Linked DNA regions of Rattus norvegicus: region 1 is linked to region 2. A link is a contact called in public Hi-C data. All regions are on one chromosome and are shown on one strand. The core of a region is the stretch at or near the end of the contact, and the rest is flanking DNA. Distances in the headings are between cores, read along the strand shown.

Region 1 (6,886 bases), core at 441-2,940, 230 kb after region 2:
TGGGGATTTAGCTCAGTGGTAGAGCGCTTGCCTAGCAACCGCAAGGCCCTGGGTTCGGTCCCCAGCTCCGAAAAAAAAAAAAAAGTGCTGGCTGTCCTTCCAGAGGTCCTGAGTTCAATTCTTGGCAACCACATGGTGGCTCACAAGCGTTTATAATGGGATCCGATGCCCTCTTCTGGTGTGCAGGCATACATGCAGGCAAAACACTGTATACACAATAAAGAAATGTTAAACACACACACACACACACACACACACACACACACACACACACACACACACACACAGAGTACTGGCTGTCCCGGAACTCAGTCTATAGACCAGGCTGGCCTTGAACTCAGGGATCCATCTGCCTCTGCCTCCTGAGTGTTGTGACTAAAGCTGTGGGCCGCCACCACCTGTCTTGGAACACTGTCTTTAAAGCGTCCCACTGGTGTGATCGCTCAGGTAAGTTGCTACTAAGCCTACGACCCACGTCAGCTCTCTGGGATCCACATGGTAGGGAACAGAATCTTGTTTGCTTTCTGACCTCCACAGGTGCACTGCCGCGTGAGCACAGTCCCACACATACACACAGGTACATAATTCACACACATTAACAAAAGCCAAGCATCGTGGTCCACGGAGATTCGAGGGACTCGGCTATATAATGAGTTTGATGCTGTCATTCATTAATCAAAACATTGCCTAGTACAAGTGAGACGTGTACTGGGTTCTTGAACAGATAGATGAATAGCATCATCAATTTTTTTAAATTCTTAACGGTGCCACTGGTTCTGTTAGTAGAGAACGTGTAACATTTTCTTTGCTGAGGAGCACACGTCCCAGTCTGTAGATGCTCCCAGAACAGGATGGGAGGAGTGGACCCTGCTATAGATAAACAAGGAGCATCTGTTGGGGTTTCTACCAAGGTAAGGGAAAGCTCTGGGGAGATACCCGCAGTCAAAGTCCAGTACTTGGGGACCCGGGTCGGCGATCCTCCAGAACTGGCAGATAGGAATGCACGGGGAGGAGACTTCGAGAGCCACTAAGGCCGCCATCGCCGGACCACACTGATGCGGAGTTCCCCGGCAAGCCTGGTGAAAGCGGTGCAGCCATGCTTCCCTTGATCTGCCTTTCCGTCCCCCTCGGGAACTCGTGGCGCCGGCTGGACGGCAGCTCTTCGAGCTCAGCAACCCGCAGCAGAGAAGGGCCCAGGAGGTGGCGCTTCGAGATAGGGTGGAGTCTCAAGGGCTGGTCTGTAGCAGCCAGGCCCTGCCCCATTAAGATGACGGACAAGCCTTCAGAGCAATCATGGTGCTCTTTTGGTCCTGTAGGGTGGGAACAAAGGAGGAGTGACGGATGTAGGGTGGAGCAGCAAAAAAATGGTGAGGGCAGCTCACGAAGCCAGCCCTGCTGTGTTGACAGATAACTCTTCAGACCAATGACAGTGCATTTCTAGGCCTGGAAGGCGGTGTATCGATCATGGGGCGGAGCCTCGGGGAGGGAGCAAGAGCCCACCAGGTCCTGCCCACAGAAGTTAACGGACAAACCTTCAGACCAGTCATAGCATGCCGACCGCTCTGAGGCGGGCCAGCCGGTGAAGTGAGCGGAGCGCCTCCGAAGTGGGAAAAGGGATGTGGGGAAAAGCCTCTTGGAGAGATGGGGTGGGTCCTGAGGGAGATGGACAGCGCTGTCAACCAATGGAAGACGTAATCTGTCCCCGTTAGCGCCGGATCCCCGCGGGTAGGGAGGGGCGGGAGGCGCCGCGGGGATCCCGGGGCGGCCGAGGGCCCCTGACTCTGTTCACCCAGACAACATGGACCGGATGGCCAGCTCCATGAAGCAGGTACCCAACCCGCTGCCCAAAGTGTTGAGCCGGCGCGGGGTTGGTGCTGGGATGGAGGCTGCGGAGCGCGAGAGCTTCGAGCGGACTCAGGTGAGATTCGAGAACCCTGGGGCATCCCTGGGGGCACCTGGAGTGATGCAGGGTGCTAGAGAGGCTTGGAACGGAGTGAGTCTTGCAGTCCCGGGAGGGAATTAGGCAAGGTGGCTGCGATCAGAATCATTTTGGGGTGCGGAACTAGGCGGGTCCCAGGGAGGTCCGGGACCTGGGCATCCCTACTGGCACGGGGGTCGGGGTGTACTCCGGGGAACTGCAGATTCCTGCAACTGAGAGAATAGCCTCGGCGAGCACCATCAGAGGTCACAAGGGAGGCCAAAGGGAGTCGAAAAGGGACTGATGGAAGGGGTGCTCCTGGGTAGGGGAAGCACTTGGAAGTCACTCGGTTTTTGCAAGTGTGGGGACACCAACGTAGAGGTGTAAAGGGTGGCTCTGATCGCTTTACTTTAGTATTGACTTCTTCCTTCATTCCCCAGCATCTCGTTCAACGGTGCCTCTAACTTGGCTCTCAGCAGCCCCAGCTGTTGGCCTCAGAGGCTGCGCCAAAGGGGTCTGAGTGATGGGAGGGACCGTAGGAAATGTGAAGTGTGGTCCAACTTGGAAAATGACCCCCGGGGGTTTGGAGAAATGGGGACGCGTGTAGGAATTGCGACGCTTGGACTGTCAGACCCTCGCGTGTCGGGTTAAGCTCTCCAGTGATACATAGAATCCTGATTTGCGGTTTTCCTTTCACCCTCCAAAATATGCCTGACAGCTACTAAGCAGACCGCCTGCCTTGTCTGGTCTGACCAGGGCAGATGGCCAAAATTCCACCGCGGTTATCAACAAAAAGCCACTATCCACTTTTATCTCAAGCTTTTATGCATGCTGTATCGATCGGACCGAGTCAAGTAGTGAGGCGCTGGGTGTGTAGTTACCAATTCATCTGTATGTAAAATCTGAGAGTACAACCCTTCGGATCCCACTGCGGAAGCTGGGCCCGTAGATTTCTTGTTCTCCTCTGGCTCTCCAAGTTCTACTTTGAAGATCGAGTTGACTTCAGCCAGAGGCAGCTCCCCTGTGGTGTTCTGTGAGTAGAAAAGGTGGAAGAGATAGGAGAGCCCGTGAGTTCTATAAATGGACGGTGCACGGAAGACAGCCTTTTCACCCCAGGGGACTTTAATCCACCTCTTGTTTCTGAGACCCCTGGATCCACTTCTTGTGTCTGGGGGAAAAAAGGGGTAGTTGTACCCGGGGAGGAGGAGAACCGGCATTCACTTACCTCTCAATGTCTAAGGGTTTTTGGAACTTTTTTAATTTCTCAGATCTTCTGAACTTTGGGCATTGCTGCCAAAAGGAAAAAGAAAGTTTTCATCTTCTCCCCGCTACAAACCTCTTTTATTTTTAAACTGAAAGAGGAAAATAAGCCGGAGCTATTTTGTGACATCCAACCGTCTGAGAATCTCTGATAGCTTAAAACTGGAGCAGTAAGTTAGACATAAAAGTTTGAGCTTGGGGTTGGGGATTTAGCTCAGTGGTAGAGCGCTTGCCTAGCAAGCGCAAGGCCCTGGGTTCAGTCGTCAGCTCCAAAAAAACAAAGACAAAACAAAACAAAAGTTTGAGCTTAGGCCCAGTGGAGCTGGCTAAGGGGCCACCTGCGTTTCATGCCAGGGAAGGAGCCATGTTGCCCTCTGACTTCAGTTTTGAGCTGCGCCATGAACACCCCTCCATACACACACACCCAAAATTACATTAAGAGTGTTTTTGAAAGTTTGAAATTAATAGACAGTGATAGAAATTAGGCATTTGAGGGGTTGGGGATTTGGCTCAGTGGTAGAGCGCTTGCCTAGGAAGCACAAGGTCCTGGGTTCAATCCCCAGCCCCGAAAAAAAAAGAAAAGAAAAAAAAAAAAAGAAAGAAATTAGGCATTTGAAATGTTTCCAGCCACAACTAACATTTTTCCTAGTTACCCAGGGAATACTCAACAGGAAGACTGGTAGGTCAGTGTCTAATTTTACCTTCGTAGAACACTTGTTATTAGTCAGATTTGGTGTGTGTGTGTGTGTGTGTGTGTGTGTGTGTGTGTGCATGTGTGCACACGCATTGAGATATACTACAGCAGAGTTTTTCAGTTATGGAAACTCCTCCCTCCCCTTTTTTTCTTTTCTTTTTGATTTTTACAGATAGGGTTTCTCTGTATAACAGCTCTGGCTGACCCGGAACTCACTTTGTAGATCAGGCTAGCCTCAGACTCACAATGGTCTGCCTGCCTCTGCCTCCCAAGTGCTGAGGGTTTTTTTTTTTTTAATTTTTTGTTTGTTTTGTTATTGTTGCTTTTGTTTTATTTGAGTGAGGATCTTACTGTGTTGCTCAGGCTAGCCTGGAACTCAGCTATGTAGACCAGGCTGGCCCTCAAACTTTCATCTCCCTGCCTTGGCCTCCCTAGTGCTCAGATTACTGGCATGAGGCAGCACAATCCAACTGAGTTGTTGAAATTCTCTCAAGCTGGCAGGCATGGTGGGACACTTTGACAATCCCAGCACTCAGGAGGCAGAGGCAGGAGGATCCTTGCCAGTGTGGTCTCCATAGCAGATTCCAGGCTAACCATGCCTATACATAGGGAGACCCTATCTGCAAAAGAATGTCAGTAACCCAAAAGTTACAAAATATAAGCAAAATGAACCAACAAAACCACTGATATCTTCAGAGACCAAGAGAATCAGCAAGGGTTTTATAATAATTGTAGCTAATGACTGCGTTTGGAGGCCCACTAAATACCGTGGCCTATTTGCTTTCTTTAATCTTCTCAAGAGCTGATGGAGTGGTTACCAACCCCAGTTTGCTTAGAGGAAATTGAGGCCTACCAAAGTTAAATAACTTGTTGGGTAAACACAGTTGGAAGTGGTCCCAACCTTTAACCATTGCCTTGCTACCTCGGAGTCCTGAGCAGCCCTGGAAGATGATTGAGTTCTGTTCGTTTCTTTTCGTCTTGAGACAGGGTGTCTTGTAGTTCTGCTGCTCTCTAACTAGCTATGAAGACAAAGATGGTCTCGAACCCCTGATCCTCCTGCCTCCACCCGAGTGCTGGGATTGCAGGGGTGCCCCCCACCAAGGCTGGTTTTAGGCAACACTAGCGATGGAACCCAGAGCTTCATGCATGCTAGGCAAGCCCTCTCCCAAGCAAGCTGTCACTATGCCACAGCAGACAGCTCTGTTTTGGGGCCGAGCACTCGGTGATGTGCTTTGATGGAATTATGTGCCCTCGGGTCTAACTTTCCTAATCCTCAATTTCCCAACTGTAAACTACAGATAGCACGGGGCCAGCTGGGGAGGTGGCTCAGTGATTATGCTTGGTGCACCATCTTGGGGACCTGGGTTCAGATCCCCAGAATCCACATTAAAAGAAAATGAAACAGGTGTAGCTCCTGTTTTATCCAAATCAGTGAGATTCAAGGTCAGTGAACCATCTCCAAAAAAAAAATGTGGAAGGAAATAGAGGAAGACACCCAGTGTAGACCTCTGGCCTGTACATGTGCACACACAGAGAAGTATGCTTCTGGGCACATAAGTATACAACACACATATATAAAATAAACATAATAGGGGCTGGAGAGATGGCTCAGGAGCTCTTCCAGAGGTCCTGAGTTCAAATCCCAGCAACCACATGGTGGCTCACAACCCTCTTCTGGTGTGTCTGAAGACAGCTACAGTGTACTCGTATAAATCAGTCAATCAATCAATAAAAACATAATATTTAACCTTGCAGTGTATGGAGAGGTGTTCTTGGCACAGCGTGAGGATGGAGGTCAGAGGACAGCTTGGTGTGCAATACATTAAGTATTAAATGACAGCATTTTGCAAATTATGGGCCACTATTGTGGTTTTTTTTCTATGTCGCAAGAATAGCCTCTTCCAGGCAATCTGTCCTTCTTAGCTCTTGACACTGTTTTCAGAATGTCACTGTCCCTTCCAGAATGGGGACCACTGACCAGCCAAGACTGTACCCCACCATCACCTCGTTCCCGGTTCACCTCAGCACAAGCATTAGTTGGGTGTTAGGGACAAGAATAGTGGTTTATTTTTTGACATACTTATTTTCAATCTTGCTTACTGAGTTGATCCTGTATTTGCTAGGACTTAATGTGTAAAAGGGAGAAGGCTGGGACGATGGCTCAGTGGCTGCTGCACAAGTGCAAGGGCCTGAGTTCAAATCCCTAGACCCCATGTAAGACTGAACCTGGGAGCAGCCCTGGAAACTTGCAGACCAGCTAGCTTGGGATGTGGGGTGAAAAACAAGAGAGCTTATCTCAAACAAGGTGGAAGTTGACTGGCACCTGAGGTGACTTTATGACCTCCACCATGTTTGTAGCATGACATGTGCATACACTCATGCACTCTCACGAGCGCACGGAAGAGGGAAGCGTGTGTATTGCTAACCCATTTATGGATGGATAAAGATAGTAATAAAGTTGTTTCTTCAATGACAGGAAGAGTCCAAGGAAGATAAAAGCAAAGCCTTTGCAAAAAGGTTTCCCATCCCTTCTTCTGTTTTGTTTTCTTGTTTTGTGTTTTGTTTTGCTTTGTAGACCAGGCTGGACTTAAATCTGATATATGGTGGAGGCTGACCCTGAACTCTTGGTCTTCCTGCCTACACGTCCCTAATACTGGAACTGTACACATGCTCTACCATATCTGGCTAGGCTTCCCGTGTGTTAGGCAAGCATATCAGAACCAGATTGCATCCTCAGACTTTGATTTAGTTTCAAGTTTAGGGACTGGAAAGTGGTGGAGAGCACATCCTGCTCTTCCAGAGAGCATCCATATCCAGTGGCCTCGCAACCACCTATAACTGTAATCCCAGGAAATGCACAGGCACACACATGCACACACATAGAAATGAACCATAAATTTTAGTTTGAGGCAGTGTCTCAGTAAATCACAGCAGCCGGCCCTATACTCGCTGTATAGCCCCAGGCCAGCCTCAAGTCTGTAGTTCTCCTGCCTGGGCCCTCCTAAGTAACTGGC
Region 2 (7,099 bases), core at 700-3,199:
GGTTGGCTTTCTGTTCTATTATCTGGTGTGTGTGTTTAGATGCAGTGCCCATGGCAGCCAGAAGTGGCTTCAGATCCTCTGGAGCTGGAGTAACAGGTGGTTAGGAGCCAACTGCCTTGGGTCCTGGAAACCAAAATCCGTTCTCTGCAAAATCAGCAAACACTTTTAACTGCTGAGTACATCTCCAGACCCTGTTATCTTTATTTTTCAATGAATTGATTGGATGGGGAACAGGAAGACATGACATAATAATAAATGTAGAGTTTCCTCGAATTATTTGGAGTGTGGCCTTGGTTGTATCGACTTTGCTAGAGATATGTAAAAATACAGACCCTGCCCTATTGACAAGATCCTGGGATGCCTTTATTGATTCTGACATGCACTAGTTAAAGAAGCACCGGCCCAGAAGAAGGTGACTATAAATAGCTTAGCTGTAACTGTCCTAGGCCAAGTCTACCCAAAGCAGGGATGATCCTCCAAGAATAATTCATAAGAGAAAGAAGGCTCCAGTAGAGGAGGTGGTTCAGTTGTTAAGTGCATAAGGACTTGAGTTCAAAGCCCAGTTCCCCAGCCTGGCAGACAAAGGCCTTCTCTAAAAGAAGTAAGGTCTAAAACTGTGGTTCTTAAGCTTCCTAATGCTGCAACCTTTTAATACAGTTCCTTACGTTGGGACCCTCAAGCATAAAAATCACTTTCATTGCTACTTTGTAACCTTAATTTTGTTACTGTTATGAATTACAATATAAATATTTGATATGGGGCCCCTGTGAAAGGGTCATCGATGCCAAGGTTGAGAACCGCTGGTCTACAGTGATGGCAAGACACTGATGTCCTTCTCTAGCCTCTGTACAATCATGTGCACATACACCACACACAAATAATAATGCTTGGTGCATGTCTTTAATCCCAGTACTGAGGCAGAGACGGATCTGTGTGAGTTCGAGGCCAGCCTGGTCTACATAAATGAACATAAAGAAAGCAATCCCTTAGCGAAGAAGACTACTGACAGTGCTAATTTCAATCAAGTCTGTCAAACTGCTGTAACCTTGACTCAGTTCTCTACTCTCAGAACCTCGGGCTGCCGGCACTACAAAGTTAATGTTACACGTCATTTCTCCTCCTCATGTATAACTCGCATGGAGGCTGAGGAGAAAATCAGTTATGTCGAAGCAATGCAAAGTTGCATATTAATGCAATCTGCTTCCGGACCGAGGGCCTTGTCTTCTGCATCTACAGGGAGCGAATACTCTGGGGAGAACCTGGACTGACTTTGCCCCTCTTCCAGGTTTTCTACACAGGATGCTGAAGGAATAAGAGCCGGGCGGCCCAGCCGTCCAGCATGAGCCTTGGCGGGTTAAAAACCTCCCGAGCTCCCGGGATGCATGTGCTACCCCCGGAGTTCCTTTCTGAGCAGGCAGCCCCTTGTACCTGGGCTGAAGTGCTGAAGCTGCGGCGGAGAGCGGCACCGACAGGACGGGCGAGAGCGGACAGCATGGCTGGGACGGGCGGGGCACGGACCTACAGGCACAGCAGCTGAGAGGAGACAAGTGACTCCAACGACCTCCACTCTGCGCAGTGCCGGTCCTGTCCAGAGCCACCTGATCTCGCGATAGAAGCTTGGTTCTGCGGCACCAAATCTCGCGAGACAGGCTCGGCTAGCGCGACCAAGACCCGGCCCACTTTTCGAGTTCTCGCGGGAAAAGCCTGACGTCACGCCTCCCTATGGTCCAAAGGAATGCGGGTCTGGGCTCCGCCCACTTCCGAGATCTCGCGAGAGAGTCTCGACTTCGCTTTGTCAGATCGTTCCTTCCCCGCCGTTACGCTTTGCCCACTTCCGGGGTCTGCTGCTAGGACGGTCACAGGCATTTGGCGGAGTCTTGAGGCCGCCCCTAGCAACCTGGTGCTAGGAGGACTTGTGAAGCGCTCGCCAGAGGACAGGCTCTAGGTTAGAAGTACCTTACAGGAACCGTTAACCCAGGTGGGACTCCAGACAGACGTCCTGCCGAAGTCGCGCAGCAGGTCAGGCGGCCCCGGAGCTCCTGACCTCAGCCAGGCCCAGTTTTCCTGCCCGCGGGGATACTGGCTGGGGTCCTGGGGAGCAAAGGAAAGACGAGTCCCGGGGCAGGGTGGGCAGCAACTCCCCACCTCTGTATCCGTCAGAGCCGACCTTTCCACAGTTACACGGAGCCAAGCTTGTTGAGTTTCCAGGCGTTGCACACACCCCTGCTCGTAGTAGCGAGTACTCGCGTTACTTGGCAACAGGCGATGTGCAGGACCACGGTCCTGTGGTGCGAAGAAACGTTTGGAGATCGTGACTCGGGCTTTCGGCTTATCTCTACCCCTCAAACTTTCCAGCAGTGCAGGGAGCACGTTTCTGCAGCTCTTCCTCTTGCTTTTTCTTCTCTTTTTCCCTCCTTTTCCTTCTTACTAGTCGGGGGTATGTGTGAGCGCATAACGCATGGATTTGAAAAAAAAAAATTCCAAAGTTCACAATCAGGGCTGGAGGGATGACTCGGTGGTTAAGAGCCCTTGCCACTCTTTCAGAGTTTAGATCCTAGGACTCTAACATGTGGCTCATAACCCCCTGTAACTCTAGCTTCAAGGATAGCCATTGCCTCTGGCCTCCGCAGGCACTCATGTGTACAAACCTACGGAGACACACAGAAATAAACGGAATTTAAAATGATAAAAGTGCAAAACTAAGGATTCATACACATATACACATGCACACATATACACCTACATACATTCGAATGCATGCTACACACATAGAAAATATTCAGGAGGATTCATGTGAGTTTGAGGCCAACATAAAACTGTTAAAAAACAAAACAAAACAAAATAACAACCACACACACAAAAAAGTGGAAGATTTGGGGTTAGAAAAGGAACTGGAAGAGGGGGCATGGGTTGGGTTTGACCAAAACACTTTACATGAATGTGAAATTCTCCAGCAATAAAATGTAAGTTCAGGGGTTGGGGATTTAGCTCAGTGGTAGAGCGCTTGCCTAGGAAGCGCAAGGCCCTGGGTTCGGTCCCCAGCTCCAGAAAAAAAGAACCAAAAAAAAAAAAAAATGTAAGTTCAGTGTCCCAGCTCTGCTTAAGAAGTCCTATAATCTGAGGTACTTGGAGGCTGAAGCAGGATGGTAGTAAGTTCAATGACTCATTCTGGCTGGGGACAGTGACAGAGAAAGCAAGGCTGGTGGTAACAACACGAGAGATAAAAAACATAGCAACACATGAGAGTTCACAGTGGTTGACTGACTCTGTCTTCCGTGGTCTCTACCTCTTTGCTGGATTGATAAAGTGCACTACCAGCCCAGTCTGGAATTGGATATGCCTCCCCTGGTTCTTTCCTGCCTTTTTTCCTTGGGGAGTGGAATCTAGTGGGCATCTGACTATCATTTGGAGAAGTGATACAGTGCTGTGTGAACCTGGGAAAAATGGGTTTGGAATGGAGATCATGTTAAAGAACCTTCCAGAAGGGGTTGGGGATTTAGCTCAGTGGTAGAGCGCTTGCCTAGCAAGTGCAAGGCCCTGGGTTCCGTCCCCAGCTCCAGAAAAAAAAAAAAAAAAAAAAAAAAAAGACAAAAGAACCTTCCAGAAGATGAGCCATCTAAACTGAGACCTGCCAGATGAATGGGTGGGTCTCAATGGGACCCCTGGAGGAGGGAAGTGTCTCTTGTCTGGAAACTTGCCTATAATTAGTGAGCTGATAATATGGTTCAGTGGGTAAAGAAGCTTGCCACCAAACTTGATACCTGAGTTCGATCTCCAGGACCCATGCAGTGGAAGGAAAAAAAAAACCATGCTGTTGATTCTTCAGAAGTGGGAAGTGTGTAGGCAAGTGAATGGAAGAGGCACGGAAATGTAGACTTGTATTCAGGGAGACACTTTATTTCTGTTGGGTGGGGATATTTGGATAAGATATATTGGATCTTATCTCTGGACTATATGTTCTGGTAATTGTTTAACTTTCTGACGTCATCTAGGGATCAGGAGGTATGTATGTATTAATCATTAGTTAATTAATTTTGCTCTTCTGAGACAACGTTTCTCTGTGTAGTCCTCTGGCTCTCCTGAAATTGTAAATCGGACTGACAAACTCTACCTCCCAAATGCTGGGATTAAAAGCATGCCGCTGCCACCACCACCTATTATTTTTTTAAGGCAGGGTATAATGTACCCCAGGTTGCCCTCAGACTTTCTGTGTAGCCAAGGATGGTCTTGAACTCCTGATCTTCCTGCCTCTAATTCCAGAGTGATGCTATTGCAGGCTTGCATCAATATACCCAATTTATGCAGTGTTGGTGATGCAATCCAGGCCCTTGTGAAAGGTGGGCAAGCACTGTACACACTGAGCTCATCTCATTCTGTTTGTTCAACTTGAGACCATTCTGAGAGTGGGCCCTACTGAATTCTGATAGAGTTGAATGAGTTTAGAGGAGGTTGGAAACATCAGGTGTTCAGAGCCCCTGAAAACTAGCCAGGAACCTTGGGTCTGATTCTTGGGGTGTGTCTAGCAAAGCTTTTGGGATCATCACAAGCATGTCAGGGGGAAACAGGACTTGATTTCAACACAAAGGATCTCAGGGCCTGAGGATACAAGGGATGAGTGGCTGGGATTTTGGGGGGAGACTACACAATGAGATGGCTGGAATGTGAAGGAAGGGGGGAGCCAGAGAAGGATAGAGGTGGGACAAGTACAGGCTCCACAGCACCTCATAAAGTTGCATGTGCATGGTGGTGCCAGCCTTTATTCCCAGCACTTAAAAGGTACATGAAGAAAGGAGGACCAGAAATTTAAGATCATCCTTGACTCTATAGAGACTTTTAAGGTCAGCCTGGGTTACATGAAACCCTGTCTCAAAACTAACGATAATAAAAAGGGATGTGTTGCTAGAAAGATGGCTCAGAAGTTAAGAGTTTGTACTACTCTTACAGAGGACCTGAGCAGTTCTCAGCACCTGCTTGAGATAACTCACAACTGCCTAATAGCTCTAACTCTGGGGGATCCAGCTCCCTTTCCTGACCTCCATCAGCTCCTGCTTTGACATTGCTCATAGCCATGCACACATACACTTAAACAAAAACAAAGTTAAGTCGTTTCTTAATGAGTCAGGCATGGTGGTATATACCTTTGATCCCAGCACTAGGAGGCCAGAGGCAGGTAGATCTCTTTGAGTTCCAGGCCAACCAGAGATGCATAGTGAGAGCCTGTCTTGACAAACGAATGAATGTGTTGAATCAGGCTGGGGAAAGTATACGTAGGTCAAAAGGGAAGTTGGGTTATGTGGAAGGAAGACTGGGAAAAGAGCTACATTTGAGGCTGAATTGAGTTTACTGTTGAGTTATTTCCAAGAGGGGGACATGCTGCAAGAAGAAATGTCAGTAAGACAGACAGACACCAGAGTTGAAGCCATTCCCTACAGAGAGGAGAGTTGTGTTTAGGAATGTGTTCAGTGGGACTGGGGATTTAGCTCAGTGGTAGAGCGCTTACCTAGGAAGCGCAAGGCCCTGGGTTCGGTCCCCAGCTCCGAAAAAAAAAGAACCAAAAAAAAAAAAAAAAAAAAAGGAATGTGTTCAGTGATAGAATGCTTGCCCAGTGCGCATAAAGCCCTGGATTTCATCCCTAGAACCACTGTCCTAGGGTTTCCTTTGCTGTGATAAAACACTAAACCAAAAGCGTCTTGGGGAGGGAAGAGTTTATCCCATCTTACAGTGTGTAGTCCATCTTCAGGGAAGTCAGGGTGGGATTCTGGAGGGAGTTGTTGATGTGGTGGCAATGGAAGAGCAGTGCTTACTGGCTTGCACCTCATGACTTGCTCAGCCTGTGTTCTTATAGCATCCAGGACCACCAACCCAGGGGTGGGACTGCTCACAGTGAGCTTGGACCTCTCATATCAATCAGCCAATCAAGAAAATGCTCTACAGACTTAGCACAGACCAGTCTGGTGGGGGCATTTCCTCAATTGAGATTCCCTCTTCCAAAATGACACTTGAGTGTTTCAAGCTGACCTAAAACAGCCAGCACAGCCCCGCGAACAGGGCATGGTAGTTAGTGCTTGCATGCTTGTAGTCCCAGCACTCAGGTCCGAGATGACTTCAGGAGCACCAGAAGTTCAGGATCATTCTCTGCCTGCACAAGGGAGACACTGTGGGCATGAGAGACTGTAGTCATCAATTTTCTACTCTGCACCTCCCTGGGCTCCCTCCCCACTGTAACCCTGCTATACTTTGTGTCTGGGAAGGAGTAACTTACTATCTAGTGGCTTTTCCACTCAGCCCATCTGAAATGATTTGATTGTTGGAAAACACTTCTATATTCTGATTCTGTCTGCCTCTCTAAACACCAAGGTTATTGTTCTGATTTTGTGTCAAGCTATAGCTCTCAGTGCTTTGCCCCTAAGATAACTCAGGCCGTCCCTGTGCTCAGGAAGTCAAGGCAGGTCCCTGCTTTTAAAGCAAATAAACAGAATGAAACAAAGGACAGTGCATCTCTGAAGTCAACTTGGATCTTTTTGTTTTTCTTTTTGTTTTTTTTTTTTCATTTTACATTCACTGGTGTTTTGTCTGCATGTATGTCTGGGGGAGAATGTCAGACCTTGGAGTTACAGACACTTGTGAGCTGCCATGTGGGTGCTGGGATTTGAACTTAGGTCCTCTGGATAAACAGTCAGTACTCTTAACTACTGAACCATCTCTCCAGCCCATCAACTTGAATCTTTACCAAAAAAATTTAAAGTACATTTTTATTTATGTTGTGTGCATATGGATGTGGGCATCAGCATGTCATGGTGCAGGCCTGAAAGTCAGAGAAGTCTGGGAATATGAGAAATTTTTTTCTGAGAAGTATGTTTAAAAATTGCCTTTACAAATCGAACTTTGACCCAGTGTGTAACCTAGTTAGAAGTGTGCTTTGTGGGCATTTGTAACTACTCATTCTGCTTGCATACTATGTACTGAACCTGATCAAAACCAACTAACTCTTTTTTTTTTCTTTTTTCTTTTTTTTCGGAGCTGGGGACCAAACCCAGGGCCTTGTGCTTGCTAGGCAAGCGCTCTACCACTGAGCTAAATCCCCAACCAAAACCAACTA

Evidence for each region. Hi-C and Micro-C count contacts between places; a contact is called where the count stands out from the background.
Region 1: a contact with region 2 is called in a Hi-C map of hepatocytes, with 2.0 times the contacts expected there. The contact joins the promoter of Hip1 here to the promoter of Styxl1 in region 2. A contact is called at or near these places in 3 of 12 Hi-C or Micro-C datasets (hepatocytes, kidney and liver) and 1 of 1 datasets of contacts at active chromatin or transcription factors (oligodendrocytes).

What each region holds. Positions count from the first base shown.
Region 1 is chr12:26,768,257-26,775,142 of GRCr8, forward strand. Hip1 (huntingtin interacting protein 1) reads left to right here and starts at 1,691. Exons shown (of 31, transcript NM_001415756.1): 1 at 1,691-1,918. The coding sequence starts at 1,799. LOC120095918 (a long non-coding RNA gene) reads left to right here and starts at 1,925. Exons shown (of 2, transcript XR_005491893.2): 1 at 1,925-6,886.
Region 2 is chr12:26,542,246-26,549,344 of GRCr8, forward strand. Styxl1 (serine/threonine/tyrosine interacting-like 1) reads left to right here and starts at 1,950. Exons shown (of 9, transcript NM_001037788.2): 1 at 1,950-1,978. It overlaps Mdh2 (malate dehydrogenase 2), which reads right to left and starts at 1,596. Exons shown (of 9, transcript NM_031151.3): 1 at 1,429-1,596. The coding sequence starts at 1,494.